Regions from separate parts of the Sus scrofa genome. Here region 2 is linked to region 1. Evidence: chromatin contacts called from public Hi-C data. All regions are on one chromosome and are shown on one strand. The core of a region is the stretch at or near the end of the contact, and the rest is flanking DNA. Distances in the headings are between cores, read along the strand shown.

Region 1 (3,149 bases), core at 424-2,923:
TCTACATATATATATATATATATACACAAAATATAATACACTACTATATAATATATATAATATATAATATATATTAGGTAATATATAATACAATACTATATAATGTATAATATAATACTAATATTAGTTATAACTATAGCCAATACTAATATATTAGTGTATTTATATATATACTAATAGAGTTAGGCTGAGTTCCAGGAGCTGAAATGAACCCATTCCTTCCTCCTCTTCAACCAGAGTAACAGGCCTTCCTTGGCCTCACACGCACTTTCAGCTGCCCTTTTTGGATCCCTTTATCTCTTTCAAACTTCTCAGGCTGTTTTCTTTAGTTTGAGCTCCCTTGCAGTAAACTCCTGGGCTGGGGGAGCATGCTGTGCCTTCTCCAGAGTGGGAGGGAGAGCGCAAGCATCTTACAGCCAAGTAGCTCTGGGCCTCATCCCCGCCCCCAACCCCGCCACCCCTGGCCCCAGAAAATGTAGCTCGAAACTGCATCCCTCTCGGTGTTGTAAGGATTGACCAGGATCGTATGTATCCAAAAGCCCGGTAGACCCTAGGCCCTTCCCAAACAGAGTGACTGTCCTCTGGCTATGTCTGGGGACAGTTCTGTGGCCCCGAGATTCACTGCACATGTTGCAGGTATCCTAACAGGAGGGGCCCTGCTGGAAATTTAACTTGGGCACAATCTCATTCTCTCCTTTAGCAGGGAAGTTGCCAGATCCATCAGGGGACACACAAGAGAAGAAAGGCTGCAAGGCCAGCTGCCCTGAGCAGGCAGGTACACAGCAAGCAGCACTCACGCTCTTGAGAGGAGGATAAGATGTTTCCCTTTTTGGAAATTTCAAAGAGGGAAGGTCTTTCCTGCAGTGCTCACGAGGCAGGGAGAAAGGGATTTGAGAGGATGGAAAACAGAATCAGTCCTGATTTAGTTTTCCTGCTGTCTCTTTTTTTTTTTTTTTTTTTTTTGTCTTTTTGCCTTTTCTAGGGCCACACCCGCGGCATATGGAGGTTCCCAGGCTAGGGGTCTAATGGGAGCTGTAGCCACTGGCCTACGCCACAGCCACAGACACTTGGGATCCAAGCCGCATCTGCAACCTACACCACAGCTCATGGCAGTGCTAGATCCTTAACCACTGAGCAAGGCCAGGGATCGAACCCGCAACCCCATGGTTCCTAGTCGGATTCGTTAACCACTGAGCCATGACGGGAACTCCGCGGCTGTCTTCTTATAACCTGGGAAATAGCCGAGTGTGAGAAAAATGAATTAGGAGAATTGTACTGTGGGAGTTCTCCATGGGGCCCCCAACTGCAGGTCGCGGACTTGGTTTTGACATTTGTCCAGATCCAAGAACTCACATAGGCATGATTTCAACAGTGACACGATGTGGTGGTAAGAATTCGTGGTGGCTGTAACCTGAAGGGACTCCAGCTCCTCTGTGACCGGTGAACGGGAGCCCTCATTTCTGTTTTCACTGGGCCTGTGTCCGAGGCTTTGGGACAATTCATTGGGCAGGGAGGAGACCTCCTGAGGGAGATGCTGGACTTTCTGCTTGTAATGTTGATGTGCGCTTAAGAGACTAATTGGAAAATTCAGTGGAGTGTGGCCATATCTGTGCTCTGAGTTTATGGAGCCGTTCATACCAGTTCCACGAATCATCCCAGAGGGCGTGGTGACATGCTGAGAGAGAGTTGGCCCTAGGTAACTTTTGTTTTTAGGATATGGGATGAATAGCTCTTTGAGAGTCTAGCAGGGGCTAGTCTGCTTCCTGGGAAAGGAGGTGGAAAAGGTAGGGTTGGGGTCCAGTCCGAAGCCTGGTTACCTCAGCTCACAGGGTCTGTCAGAGGCAATAGTGGGGGAAGTGGTAAGTACAGGTGACTTCTGGGCCGCCTGGCCAAGGGGTCTAGAGTGAGGCTAACCGCGGACTGAGGGGCCTGAGCCTTGTCGCCTGAGGGCTGGTTCTGCTTCCAAGATGGCGCGCACCCGGGCCTCTGGGCCCCGTCAGCCCTCGAAGGCCTCATCCACCATCCGTTCTCAAAAAACAGCCAGCGCGGCAGCTCCGGGTGGCCAGGATTGCGACACCAAATGTGTTTGTTCCCGTGTTTGTGAAATACCTCAGAGGCACCGTTCCAGTCCCACCTGACTAGTTTTCTGATTTGCCACATGGCCCTGGCTCCATCTGCCAATCCTCAACCGGGGCTGACTGGTCAGAGAGTTTGAGGTGTGGGTTCAGAGCATAAGCGACCTCATTCCTGTCTTCCTGAGTGAGGAGATTTTTGCCTGCCTGAAACTTCTGAACATCACTGGTTGGGCTTGGAGGCAGTGCTGGGGCCCTGGGGTGATGGTGTGACCTTGGGCCAGTCAACCTCTCAGAACCTTTTGTCCCTTTTAATGCATGAAGAGGATAATAATTCCTATCTTGCAGGATTGTGACCCATAAGAGTATCACCCGATGAAAAGTCGGGATACCAGCTCACTCACCGGGCTTCCTGCCCCTAAAGGTCGCCGAAAGCACAGTTGACCTCAAATTTCTGAGTTGTTAAAATTCAATCTTGCATTTAATTCTTGCAAATGAATTACTGTCAGCATTTGACTGAGAGCAGGAAGAAGAGGCCTGGCTAATATGTAACATCATGGGAACTCAGAAGCCCTGGAAATTGGCTCAAGAACATGGCAGCAGGACGACTCAGCCCAAGAAATGGGGCTGCAGGGGACATTTGACCTAACGCATCATGTCATTCATCAGCCTCCTTCCGCCAAGGGGAAAAAGCTGAAGTTGGGGAGGGGACGGGCTAAGAATTACTGGGCTTCTGTTGTATGCCGATCACTGAGACAGTAAGAGAGGAGTTTGGCATATATTTTCTCATCTCCTGAAAAGGAAGCGGCATTACCTCCAAATAACAATCACTCATTTAATAAATATTTAGTGAGTGGTTATTATGTACTAGGTATTGCTCTTGGAACTAGAACAGGTGAGAAAACAGAGTGGTGATACGGTTTTCTCAAAGTCACCCAGCTCCTATGTGGCAGATCAAGATAAGAGCCCATCTTTTCTGAAGCTTATTCCATGGTTGTTTTCATTCCGAAATGCTGCACAGACACAGACACAGACACAGACACAGACACAGACACAGATACACAGATATGCACACAC
Region 2 (3,149 bases), core at 449-2,948, 280 kb before region 1:
AGTTAGTAGGTGGGGATTATTGCCCCTTTTTTAAGATGGGAAAACCCAGAGAGGTACTCAGTGACTTGCTCAAGGCTATACGGCCTCTGAATTTTGAGTCTGTAGTTTCCTTTATCTTATCATACTCATATTACATGTTTATTGTCCATCTTAACTTCTTAGGCCATGTTTGTGACTTCACGTATTCAAAAATCTTAGCATTTAATTCTAGGAAAGGGCAAGATAAGGAAAAAGTGAAAGTAACAAAATGACTAAGTCCCACTGCCCCCCAGGAGGTTGGGGGATGTTGCTGGAAATAGTCATATAACTAAGTCTTCCAGTATATCCAGGGAAGGAATTTCCAATTTCCAGTGACATCCAGTGAAGTGACATCATTTCAGCTAACTGACCAGCCAGGCCTTGTATCAGGGAGTCTTCTGTGGCAGTTCACTGGAGCTTTAACACTACACATAGCAGCAAGAAAATAATTATAGAAATGGTTTTTTTGTTTTTTTTGTTTTTTGGGTTTTTTTGTGTACATATAAAGCTGTGTGGTATAGTGGAAAGAAAACTGGCTTTGGAGCTCAGTAGACCTGGGTTGAAATCTCTCCCAAGAGGAAGCTGGATGACACCACACCAGGTTCTTTCCAGCAGCAGTGTAGGAAGGATTAGATAATGATGTATGTCAGCTGCCTGGCATGGAACCCCACAATTAGGGCTTCATAAATGGTTGCTGTTATTTTTAAGCTCATTCAGAGACAAGATGTAATGCTCTAAGGGCCTTTTGATTTTTCCGTTGAATGACTGGACCAGGTAAATTCAACTTTTGAGGAATTACAGCCTCTTACAAGAAGCCAGTGAAACATTTTGATATTGGAGTCAACTAGACACACTATCAGCCCTTGTTCACTGACAAATATGGGCAGGTAATTTCAAGAGGTCAGTCATCAGTGTGTGCCTTCCAAAACATTATAGTCATGTTACAGTAAACTTTTTATATTTGTTGCGTCACAAAGATTTATTGAAGTGATAAAAGTTATTATGGAAAACAGTGTGCGGTAACTATGGTAACAGTTATTTGATCTCACAGTAATTAGCTAAGCATTTAGTTGCACAAGACTTTCACAATGCCTTCCTGGTTAGTTCATTAAACAAAATTAGCTTTTGTTTGAACTGCCTTTCTGTAGCGTCCTAAATTTGGTTTTAGTTCAAAAGAATTGAAAAGTGGGTTTTAAAACTACCTTTCCAGCCTACAGTTTGTGAACATATTTGAAGTTGCAACTGGTTGTTATCTAATTCTTCCTACCGCAGTATGATTGTGATTCATCACTGTCCTCTGAAGTGTGCCTTTCAGGTCACTGGAGTGGGCTAGGAAGTGGGCAGAAAAGTTGGAGGCTCGTTTCTTAATTCTAGCCCTGTTTCTGGCTCCATTGGTGGATTGGAGTCAGCTGGTGCCCTTCCATGACGTAGTTTCTATACCTGTGGAATTGGGTTGCTGTATTATGTGTGAGAATTTGAGATCTCTTGAATGTGGTCATTTCTTGAGAACCTGCTGGTGCTCTGATGGCACCTGGAGCTGGTAGGTGCCCAGTTTTCTCAAGCCCTCCCCCACACCTCACCCCCCCAACCGCCCCAGGTGCCTCTTCTGCCCTGTTCAGCATAACTCATGCTGCATTCAAGTTCCTCTCCTTTTGCAAGATGGATGGGACTGCCGGTGATTCACCGACGTGGTGATGTCACTCTCCAGGGACTTGCAGAGCTCTTGAGAAGGGGCCTCTGCACCTGGGTTCAAGGAAGGTTTCCCGACCCCATGACTCCTCCCTGTTCGCCCCCAGCATCCAGGTGAAGCCTAACCCCTACGGTTTGATAGGTGGAGGAACCTGAGCGCAGTGGAAAACTTCAAGCATTCAAGATTTCACAACAGACAAATAATGAAAATGAAACCAAAAAATGTTTTAACTCATTTACTAAAACTGAGGCGGTTCCAAGATCAAGTAGCACAACAGGGTTTTTAAACATTCAGTGAAAGTTCCTAGTACTGATTTCATTTTAATTCCTGTCAATGTAGTGATTTTATTTTTAGTTCACCTACTTTTTTAAAGACACGACTAGGTTTTAAAAACTAGTTGCTAGTGTTCCCATTGTGGCTCAGTGGTCATGAACCCAACTAGGATCCATGAGGACGAGGGTTTGATCCCTGGCCTCGATCAGTGAGTTAAGGATCCCACGTTGCCGTGAGCTGTGGTGTAGGTCCCAGGTGCCGCTCAGATCTGGCATTGCTGTGGCCGTGGCGTAGGCTGGCAGCTGTAGCTCAGATTCGACCCATAGTCTGGGAACTTCCATATGCCACAGGTGTGGCCCTAAAAAGACACACAAAAAAGAATAAAATAAAAACTAGTTGCTTTCTGAATTGTGAGGCAAGTTCCTCTCCCAATTGACTGGATATCAGCTACCAGTTTTCCACTGGGCAAATGTTTTGGGGGCCAGAACATTGCCAGTTCTGGTCATGTTTATTTGCATGACTAGACTGATTTCTATAGGATAAATGAATCTTCAGTTTCACTAACTAGGGTTAGACTTCTAATGATAGGAATCTATTTGTGCTTGATTGGTCTTGACATTTTTCTGGCCAATCCGAAGAGAATGAAGATAATAATAGAATAAGTTATCCCAGGTGGCTTCAGCACCTGATCCATTTCTTTTTCCCCCTTTTCCCTATTTTTGCTTTTATCCTGTATGATTTTGATGGCTAAGCTGGAAAGGACTCTTCACTCCTCTCTTCGTTTTCACATATGCTTCAGAGAATAGTGTCTTTCATACCATTTAGGAAAAATGTGACGTCCTTTGATTCAACTCTCGTTGCAGTTGCCATGAAACTTTCCCCAGTTTCTCTCCTACCCTGTCCCCTGTTCCCTGACTCTCCTGTGTCATTTGTACCTAATTCTTAGGCATATTTAACATTGTATATTATAACTTTGGGTTAAAAACAATCTTCCTCAGGGGGCTGTGAACACCCCCAGAGGTAAACCACTCCTGTGCCTCCCTGTATCTTCCTGTGGTACCCAGCGTACAAGACTGTGCCCGCAGCCAGCCAGCCAGCCAACCCAGTGACTTGTCCTCATCTCACCTCATCTTTCTCCGTGATGTCCTGAACTCTAGTCGTGTGTGTT

What was found. A called contact is a pair of places that touch in the nucleus more often than the background predicts.
Region 2: a Hi-C map of liver shows a contact between it and region 1, with 10 times the contacts expected there. A contact is called at or near these places in 1 of 47 Hi-C or Micro-C datasets (liver) and 1 of 2 datasets of targeted methods (alveolar macrophages).

What each region holds. Positions count from the first base shown.
Region 1 is chr4:14,165,260-14,168,408 of Sscrofa11.1, reverse strand. No RefSeq gene overlaps it. Among named protein-coding and RNA genes, the nearest start is that of TRIB1, 130 kb to the left of the region's middle.
Region 2 is chr4:14,440,495-14,443,643 of Sscrofa11.1, reverse strand. The region is part of intron 4 of NSMCE2 (E3 SUMO-protein ligase NSE2); the gene reads left to right. Among named protein-coding and RNA genes, the nearest start is that of TRIB1, 140 kb to the right of the region's middle.